Regions from separate parts of the Pan troglodytes genome. Here all the other regions are linked to region 1. Evidence: chromatin contacts called from public Hi-C and capture Hi-C data. All regions are on one chromosome and are shown on one strand. The core of a region is the stretch at or near the end of the contact, and the rest is flanking DNA. Distances in the headings are between cores, read along the strand shown.

Evidence for each region. A called contact is a pair of places that touch in the nucleus more often than the background predicts. Capture Hi-C pulls out chosen DNA fragments and counts their contacts.
Region 2: a contact with region 1 is called in a capture Hi-C map of stem cell-derived neural stem cells, with 5 times the contacts expected there. The contact joins two enhancer-like sites. A contact is called at or near these places in 3 of 7 Hi-C or Micro-C datasets (induced pluripotent stem cells and stem cell-derived neural progenitor cells) and 1 of 1 other capture datasets (stem cell-derived neural stem cells).
Region 3: a Hi-C map of stem cell-derived neural progenitor cells shows a contact between it and region 1, with 9 times the contacts expected there. The contact joins two enhancer-like sites. A contact is called at or near these places in 2 of 7 Hi-C or Micro-C datasets (induced pluripotent stem cells and stem cell-derived neural progenitor cells) and 1 of 1 other capture datasets (stem cell-derived neural stem cells).

What each region holds. Positions count from the first base shown.
Region 1 is chr6:147,318,185-147,321,092 of NHGRI_mPanTro3-v2.0_pri, reverse strand. All of the region lies in intron 5 of LOC134810493 (a long non-coding RNA gene), which reads right to left. Among named protein-coding and RNA genes, the nearest start is that of PODXL, 400 kb to the right of the region's middle. Within about 2 kb of position 1,377, at least 6 of the 24 cell types and tissues checked have an H3K27ac peak or open chromatin away from gene starts, as enhancers often do. A contact at or near this core is called in stem cell-derived neural progenitor cells and stem cell-derived neural stem cells, where this site is marked.
Region 2 is chr6:147,625,850-147,628,757 of NHGRI_mPanTro3-v2.0_pri, reverse strand. All of the region lies in intron 4 of PLXNA4 (plexin A4), which reads left to right. Among named protein-coding and RNA genes, the nearest start is that of PLXNA4, 320 kb to the left of the region's middle. Within about 2 kb of position 1,362, at least 5 of the 24 cell types and tissues checked have an H3K27ac peak or open chromatin away from gene starts, as enhancers often do. A contact at or near this core is called in stem cell-derived neural stem cells, where this site is marked.
Region 3 is chr6:147,057,671-147,060,578 of NHGRI_mPanTro3-v2.0_pri, reverse strand. No RefSeq gene overlaps it. Among named protein-coding and RNA genes, the nearest start is that of PODXL, 140 kb to the right of the region's middle. Within about 2 kb of position 1,533, at least 4 of the 24 cell types and tissues checked have an H3K27ac peak or open chromatin away from gene starts, as enhancers often do. A contact at or near this core is called in stem cell-derived neural progenitor cells, where this site is marked.

The sequences.
Region 1 (2,908 bases), core at 128-2,627:
CTATTTTCAGTTTCTGAGTGTCCTAAGAGGTTATATCCTGTCTAGATGGATGGACTGAGAGCACACTTGGATTTCTACCAAGATATATTCTCCTAATTCACCAGAACCCCCCGCTTCCCGCCCATCCCCTACACAGAGCATCTCACGCCATGCAGTGCAGGGAAGCACATTCCTCAAAGCTCAGCTGCCCACCTCTGAGCAGGTGCAAATCCACCCACTGCATCCTCCCATCCACCTTTCTCCCCTCTGACTTCCGCTCTCCTCCTAAATGGTCTCTTTCCCCCCTGCCTCCTCCTCCTTCGTTTCCCTTCTCCAGAGAGGCAGAGGTTAGGTGTGCTTGACCAGGATTCACCAAGTGCAGACATCAAAACAGCAAAGGGATGTGGACACCATCTCCAGCCTCTCGTTTCATGGACTGGCTAAGGTTCAGGAATGCTGAAGGATTTCTCCCATGTGCCCAAGGTAGGTCACAGAAGAGCCTGCTCCAGAGCGTGTGTTTTCCCAGCCTTTCCCACAACCTGGCCCCCGGTGGAGGAAGCGGTTCCCCTCCACCGACCCCTGCCTCCCACATCAGAGGTGCTGCACCCAATGAGTGCGGCCAACCAAGACCACCAGGGGATGAAATGAGTCACATCGACTGTCTCTAGGATGGAAACTTGGTAGGGATTCTGTTTCCTGTGAGCAGGAAGAACGCGAGATGAGACACAGGAGGACCGATCCTGCTGCTCTCAGGCCTCTCATATGACTTCACAGAGGACAACTTTGGCCCCTCCCCACCCAGCTCTGGCAGGTGCATGTCAGTGGACTCTGTCCAACAGGCAGAGTCCATGGAAAGGAAGGACAAGATGATGTAAGCATGAGATCCCAGATGCTGGCCCTGGGAGGGGTTTTAGGGACCATCTCCTCATTCAGTGTCTTTGCATTACACAGAAACTGGGCACATAGAGGCTCCAGGACTGGCCAAGGCCACCGGGACCGGTCCCAGGCTTTGCACTCCCAGGGTGCTGTCCCATTTACAAACCCTCGCCGTCCATTCCTTTTTGGAGTGAGTCCTGGTGGCACTCCTATAGGAACAGCGTGTGGGGAGGCCTAGGTGTGGCCTGGCCCCAGATGAGGACACCATCCAAGTGACCCGGCCACTGCATCCCTGCTCTTTGTGCCACACCCCAAGTCCCTTTGCTTCCCGGAGATGGAGCGGATGACAGAGGCGCACGGAGGAAGCGGGCCTGGGGACACACGGTGTGCCGAGCTCTTTCGTCCACCTGGGTCGCCCTCCACAAAGCTACTGCTCCGGGGTTCCCGCGCCGGTCCCCAGGCAGCCAGGAGTCGACGCGGTCGACGAGGAAGGGGCTGCGGCCGCGCCGTTCCTTCTCCAATGACAGGCGCGCCCTCTGCTGCTAGAACTAGGAAGCGCGCGCCTGGCCCGGCTCAGAGCCCGAGCTTGGAACCCGCAACCACCCGCACCCTCCAGAGAAACCGGCATAGAAAAGCCTGCCGCCGCGAAAGCAACCAGAGGCCCTCCCCCTTCCGGGGTGCTCTGAGGACTCAGACAGGAGGGAATAGAACCTGGGAGGAGAAGGAAGAGGAGCTACCTGAACTCTGTGAGGAAAGGGAGGGGATCCTTGCATTTGGGATTTAGGACAAAATCCTTGCATTTGGGATTTAGGCTCCTTCCCCATCCTTTGTCCTCTCCACGAAGCTCCTCTCACCCCAACCACCAAACTGTGCCCATGAAGTGAATGGCCCAATAAGGAGCCTGTGGGAGCCACAGTGTCTGGAGATTTTACTCGGCCATCTCTTGAGCCCTGGGAAAAGTTTTAAAATGTTCACTTTGGCAACTTCGAGCCTGGTTCAAAGCATGGTGTCTCTGCAGGAAGAGTACAGGACTGGGAATGAGGCCTCCTGGAATCTGGTTCCATTTCAACCACTCTTTTCCCCTGTGCTAAGTCCCGTGTCCTCTCTGTGGCTCAGTTTCCTGACCTATTTATTACATGGGCCTCTCATGTCCTGGAAAATTCACTGAGGTACCAGGTATGCTACAGCATTAGCAAGCCGTGGTGCCACTGCCCTGCTCTGGCTGTGTTGTCTTTCCCTGGAAATGGGCAGTGGTAAGAGGAGGGTGGAGACAGAGCCTCCGGCCATCTCCCCTGCTCCTCGCCCCTGCTGGGACTCCCACTGCGCAGTGTTTCCCTCTTACCTCTGGATAATCCCACAGACTCCTTCCTCCAGGCAAGGCATCCCCAAGGATGTGCAAATAAAAATGCTGTTGGTGGTGGAGGCAACATATTCAGTGAAAATCCACCAAGGTTACTGGCTGAGGCTGGAGCAGGATGGGGGTGAGGGGAATACTGCTCGAGGAAGGCAGGAGGGACCAGGGAAGAGGTCCTTGGACAGCACCAGCCGGAGGGTCCTAGCATGGGGCCGTGGAGGCAGCAGGGAAAGGAAGCTTCTCTCTGATTTTAGAATGTCCGTGGAGACAGCCTTGAGTTGCTTTCCTTGTCAGATCACAAGCATAGGCTTTGGGAAGAACTGGTGAACAAACTATAAGGTGGCATTCTCCTTGTGCCTAGGACAGCTACTGACCCCCTCAGCCTCACTGACCTCATCCAGAAACTGCAGATGTAAAACCTACCCCAATGCAAGTAAATTCCTTCACCCAGTAAGCAGCATAGTAGTGCACAAAATTATTGTTGTTATTATTATCATGATCATCGTGGTCCTATCAGGCCTAACCCTCTCATTTTCTGCATGATGTTCCCTTACTTGAATTTCTGTTTCCTCATCAACAAAAGTCATGTTTGCCCCTCCTTAGTTCTGGGGGTTGTGGTGGGGAGGAGGAAAAAGGCATCCCAGGTGCATCAGCAGAGGAATGTCCCTGAAGGACCCGAAATGCTATTATTGAAGGCTA
Region 2 (2,908 bases), core at 113-2,612, 310 kb before region 1:
GTGGATGGATATTTAGGTTGTTTCCAAACAGTCATTACTACATACAAAGCCACAGTGAATATCCACAGCCAACCACCGGTGTCTAGGTGCTAGTATTTCTGCAGGAAAGATTCCAAGAGGAAGACTTTCTGGGTCATTTTAGGTTTTAGTAATAACTGCCAAATTACTCCTCAAAATGGTTGTGCTAATCTAAACCCTCACCGACAGTGCATAAGGCATAAAACCCTTTTAGAGGCCAGGCATGGTGGCTCACACCTATAATCCCAGCACTTTGGGAGGCTGAGGCAGGTGGATCACAAGGTCAGAAGATTGAGACCATCCTGGTGAAACCCTGTCTCTATTAAAAATACAAAAATTAGCCGGGTGTGGTGACGTGCACCTGTAGTCCCAGCTACTCAGGAGGCTGAGGCAGGAGAATCGCTTGAACCCAGGAGGCAGAGGCTGCAGTGAGCCACAATCACGCCACTGCACTCCAGCCTGGGCAACAGAGTGAGACTCCATCTCAAAAAAAAAAAAAAACTTTTAGAATGCTGTCATTTTAACAATTGTCCTTTCATATTTGAAGAATTACTGGAAGATGCCCTCAAAGCTGTATCTCTTACTGAAGAAGATACATTTTGCCTGTGTCCAGGATGACCCAGACACCAGAGGGCCCTCTTTGTCTTTCCCCAGCAGCAGGCTGGGCCCTGATCCCGCAATGGAAAGTCATATAAGTTCAGGAGAGTTAGGTGGGTACCTTGAGACAGGAGATAGGGTGAAACGAAGATGATTTAGAATTCCTTGGGTCATCTGTCGTCTCTGCCTCCTTTCTAAGCCAGCAGCACCTGTTCTTCTGAGAGTGGGGCCCTATGTTGATAAACCTAGAAGGTTCTCCTTCAGGAATATCAGTTTCCAATCATTTGAGCACCATAACTTTTCCCAGAGTCAAATCCCTTTTTGAAAAAAGATGTTTGTTTCCTAGCCAGAGAAGCCTCATACCCAGCCTCGGTTGCCTGCGAGGAAAGATGTGTTTATTTGCACACGTGCTCCTGTGGTCCAGAACACTTCTGCCCCCCATAGGTGTGTGCAAATGCTACTCCTGTGCTGAGACATGCACATCTGGGCACACCCCCTTGGGCTGCTGTGCACTCATTCACAAAATGTATCATTTACACACACTGGTTTTTTGTGGTTTGAACAGCCAGAGCATTGCTGGGAACGCTAGTCAGCAGAGCCCTTGCTAGAAGGAAATCAGAGAGAAGGGTCAGGTGCTAGATGGAGAAGGGAGTGCCTGCCCAGCCTGCCCTGCCACTTCCCACAAGGAGCCAGTGCCAGCCAGCTAGGGAGCCTCAGCATATGCCTGGGGACTAGCTTGGCTCCGCTGCCTGGGCCGGGAGTTAGGTGTCAACGTGCCAGCCCCTCCCCGCCTTCTTCTTGGCTGCAGAAACAAAGGCTCCCATTGAGCAGGCTGTGCTTGGGAAACACACAACAGCAGGTTCCCGGTCCCAGTTCAGAAGGGGCCATAGTCTTTGTCTGTGTCATTTGCTAAAAGATAAGCCAACCGGTACTTTTCTCCAAATTTTAAGGTCAGTTAAATTAAACATTTTGTGGGAGTTGGTGACTTGTATGTGTGTGATGTGTGTTTAATTCTAGGAGTACAGCTGATGAAGAACTTGCTTGACAAGTTTTTAACTTATGTATTATTTTGAAGCAGTGTTTACGTAGCAGTAACATGAAAGTTTCTAATAAAATACCCAATGTACACAGAGTCAAAAAAAAAAAAAGGCTGGAACAGGAGCAGCACTTTGATCCCCAGGACAACAGCCCCTTCCCACCTGCTGGGCTTGGGGATGGGGAGGGAAACTTTAATTTTTCTCCAGGATGTGGGGCCCTGAGGCTCTGCCCCTGCTTCAGCCCTGACCTTAAGACGGGGTCAAGAATGGGCATTTTGGCCAGGAGTCAGTATCTAGGGACTGGGTATCAAATGAGGAGTGTTGGTAGCCATGTAGCCTTGGACAAATCCCTGCAGCAACTGAGCTTCATCTGAAAAATGAGAGGATTGGCAGCTAGAATGTTTCCAAGGTCCCTCTCAGCTTGTTAACTGTGTGAATGCCAGAACACTCCTCTCATCCCCCATTCCTTTGGGCCTCCATGTTGGCGGGGTTGCTCTGGCTGCAGTCTCCTCTGTCAAATGCATAGGATCTGCCTAGCTAGAGAATCTCACACATTGCAACCCCGCAGCCCTGGAAGTCAGGAAGTCGGGCCTCCTGAGCCTGTGTGTGAATGTGAGCATGAGAGCTCAGAGAAAGGAGAGGATTTAACCTTTACACTAAGAGATTAATCTGTGGCAATAATCCAGAAATGATAGGTTTTAGAGTAGAGCCAAGGTTGCCAAATAAATGATCTCCAGGGGATTCTTGGAACACGTACAAGTGTAATAGGAACCACATTCATTCATTCACTTATTTATTTATGCGTGCATGCAAACATTCATTCACTTTTCTCATTTACTGCGCATGAGCTGAGTACTAGGTGTAGTGGAGTGAAGAGAGATGACTTCGCACCACCCATCACAGGGGCATTTTATCGGAGGAAGATGCTGGAACAACAGAGTTTCCATTAGCATAACACTAATACATTCATATGTGTCATCCCAATTATTCTTCAAAACAACCCATCAGGGTACTTAGATGAGGAAAAAGAGGCTTGATGAAGTTAAATAAGTTGTCCAAGTCACACAGTGGTGGCAGATCCAGGATCCAAACCCAGGTCTGTTTTTCTCCCAGATCTCTGCTTCTCACTTGTCCCTGAGATAAAACTATTTCAAACTCTATTTTTCTCCCTAACCACATTTGAAGGAGTAAGAAAACCTCCTGGAGGAGGAGGCTGTGCTGAGACCAATTGTCATTCTCTCTTCAGGGCTGCTACT
Region 3 (2,908 bases), core at 284-2,783, 260 kb after region 1:
CAAGGCGGGCAGATTACCTGGAGTCAGGAGGTTCAAGACCAGCCTGGCCAATGTGGTGAAACCCCGTCTCTAACTAAAAATACAAAAAAAAATTAGCCAGGCGTTGTGGTGGGCACCTGTAATACCTGCTACTCGGGAGGCTGAGGCAGGAGAATCACTTGAACCTGGAAGGCAGAGGTTGCTGTGAGCCGAGATGGCACTCCAGCCTGGGTGACAGAGCGAAACTCCATCTCCAAACATAATAAATAAATAAATAATAAAATGGGAGGGAGGAGTGAGACTATTCCTAGAGCCCAGAAACACCCCCTCCCTAACTGAGGGAGAGAGAATACACACCTGGTATGTAGTAGAGGCTCGATAATGTGTGATAAACCAGTGAGTGAATGAATGAACACTGCAGAATGAATAATTAAATAACAGTACGCCTGGAAAGCTCAGGAGTGCAGAGAACAGAACCCTGACATCCTCACCACAGGATCTTCTGCAGCGTGGAGTACTTCTCAGGTGCGAGCAAATACTGTGTTCAATCCCTGCTTTCTGGGGAGATGGAGCCTGCAAAAGAGGCCCTGCATCACCCAGGAAAGCAGGGTGACCTCCAAGGCACAGGACAGGGCTGGCCATTGTTTCAGATGGCAGAGAGAACAATGGTGCTGAGGGGCTCCACCCCACCTTGAGGCCCCCCCTCAAAAACTCCCTCTAGGCAAAAAACAATAACAGAAACTCTAGATGCAGGTGAGTTGATCTTTCCTCAATGGGTTGCAAGTCCCTAGAGACCCTGGGCCAAGCCCTTTGTGGTTGCAGGCACCGTCCTGCAACATCATCCTGCAATGCTGCCAGACGCTGAGTGGCAGGACCCATCACTATGAGTGGAACCTGGCACCTGCCTCCAGTCTCAATTCAGTGGCGCTGACAGCCATGTCCTGAGGGGCCCAGGAATCCAGAAAGGGGAAACGGCTGAGCCCAGTGCAGGGGCTTCCAAAAGCTAGAGCAGCTGGGAGCCGGGGTTCATGTCAGGAGTTTGAGTGCGGTCGGAGGGGGCTGAAGAGACAATGGTGGGGGCACAGAGGACAGCCCCTCTGGTCCATGCAAGGTCAGGAGGGGCCCGGGTGGAGGCTGAGAGCCTGACTCAAGGCCCGCTGGGTGGGTGTGCCCTTGTCATTGTTACTACCCGGGCTCAGCAGGATACCCTAGAGGATGTGGCCAGTGGAATCCATCCCATCCTCTGTGTTCATCTGAGCCACACCCACGGTCCCCCCCGTGTGTTACACAAGCAGCCCCTGAAGGCCACCTTGGCCTCCCCATTAGCGTCACCAGGACACCTCCCCCTCTCAACCCCTGCTGCCCAAAGGAAATCAGCACGTGTTTCCAGGCCTGGCCCCCACGGTGGCCCTGCCGCGTCAGGCCCTCTGCTCATCGAGCGCGCACACGCGGCACAAGTCATTAAGACATTCTCGACCTGCGACCGGCAGGCACACACCCACTCACAGAGGTGGCCTCCCCGGAGCCCAGGGCAGTGGCCGGGAAGCGCCGGGAGGGTCCCAGGCATGTGGTGCTACTGCCCCCTGCTGGCAGCTTCTGGAACACCGCGGGCTGATGACGACAATACGCAGAAAGGCCTCCTCCCTTCCTCCACACAGCTTTACAACAGGGAACATTCAGGGGTGCGGCCCTCAGTGGGGACGTGGAACTGGCTGCGGCCAGAATAGCTCCCAGTTTGCAGAGAGGGAACGGGCAGCACAGAAAAGGAGAGCAGGGGGAGGAGGGCGAGAGATGGGAGCTCACAAGCCAGCCTGAAGAGTAAGTGTATACACGCCCCTGCCATCTGCACTGCCCTTCCCAAGTTACAGAGCACGTTCATGTTCACTGGACATCACAGCTCTTCCAGACGACCCTGAAAGGCAGGGGCAGGGCAGGTAGGGTTCCTTCTGTTTTTCCAGTGAGGTCATGGAAGCCCAAGGAGCTGGTATCCCTCAACTACAATGGCACAACCAGGTGTTGGGCTGCACCCAGCATAATGTCTGCCTCTGCTCTGATGTGTGATATTGAACAAGTGTTTCTGGACCCCTGTGGTGGCCCCAGAGCATGAGAATTTGTTCTGACAAAAACTTCCTCTACCCCCAGAGCCAGACCCAACCTGTTGCCTGGTGACAGGCAGGTGTGGGCGGGGAGAGGCTGGGTCTAACAATGGTCTGTATTCTCCATAACAGACTGGAAGGCACATTAAGTAGAGATAAGCAGAGGTCTGAGAAAACGTAAGTATTGTAGAGCACAGAGGTCCCGCCCCAGCATAGCAGCTAGACAGCCCCTAGGATGCTGAGATGCTGGGCTAGCCCCCACAGCAAGGCTGGAGTTCGGATGGTTGATCATTTAACCTTGTGCTCCTGTTGCTTTCCAAGTGTCCGGGAAGAGCCAAGGTCCATAGATAAAAGCAGCCACAGCCGGGCACAGTGGCTCACGGGGAGGCCAATGCAGGTGGATCACCTGAAGTCAGGAGTTCCAGACCAGCCTGGCCAACATGGCAAAACCCTGTCTCTAATAAAAATACAAAAATTAGCCGGGCATGGTGGTGGGTGCCTGTAATCCCAGCTACTCTGGAGGCTGAAGCAGGAGAATCGCTTGAACCCGGGAGGTAGAGGTTGCAGTAAGCCAAGATCACACCACTGCACTGCAGCCTGGGTGACAGAGTGAGATTCCATCTCAAAAAAAAAAAAGAAAAAGCCACACACCCTGGGTGTGCAACAGGCTGGAGTTGGACTCCTTCTTTTGATGATGGAACCCTCGTCCTCCCTAGGGACAGATCATCTCAAGTCAGCTTCCCCAAACTTCTATCTGGCATCTCCCAGATTCTCCCTGTTCTTGTCTGATCTCCTACTGCCTCTGCCCTAACCATTGCCCAGAGCTCCCCTCC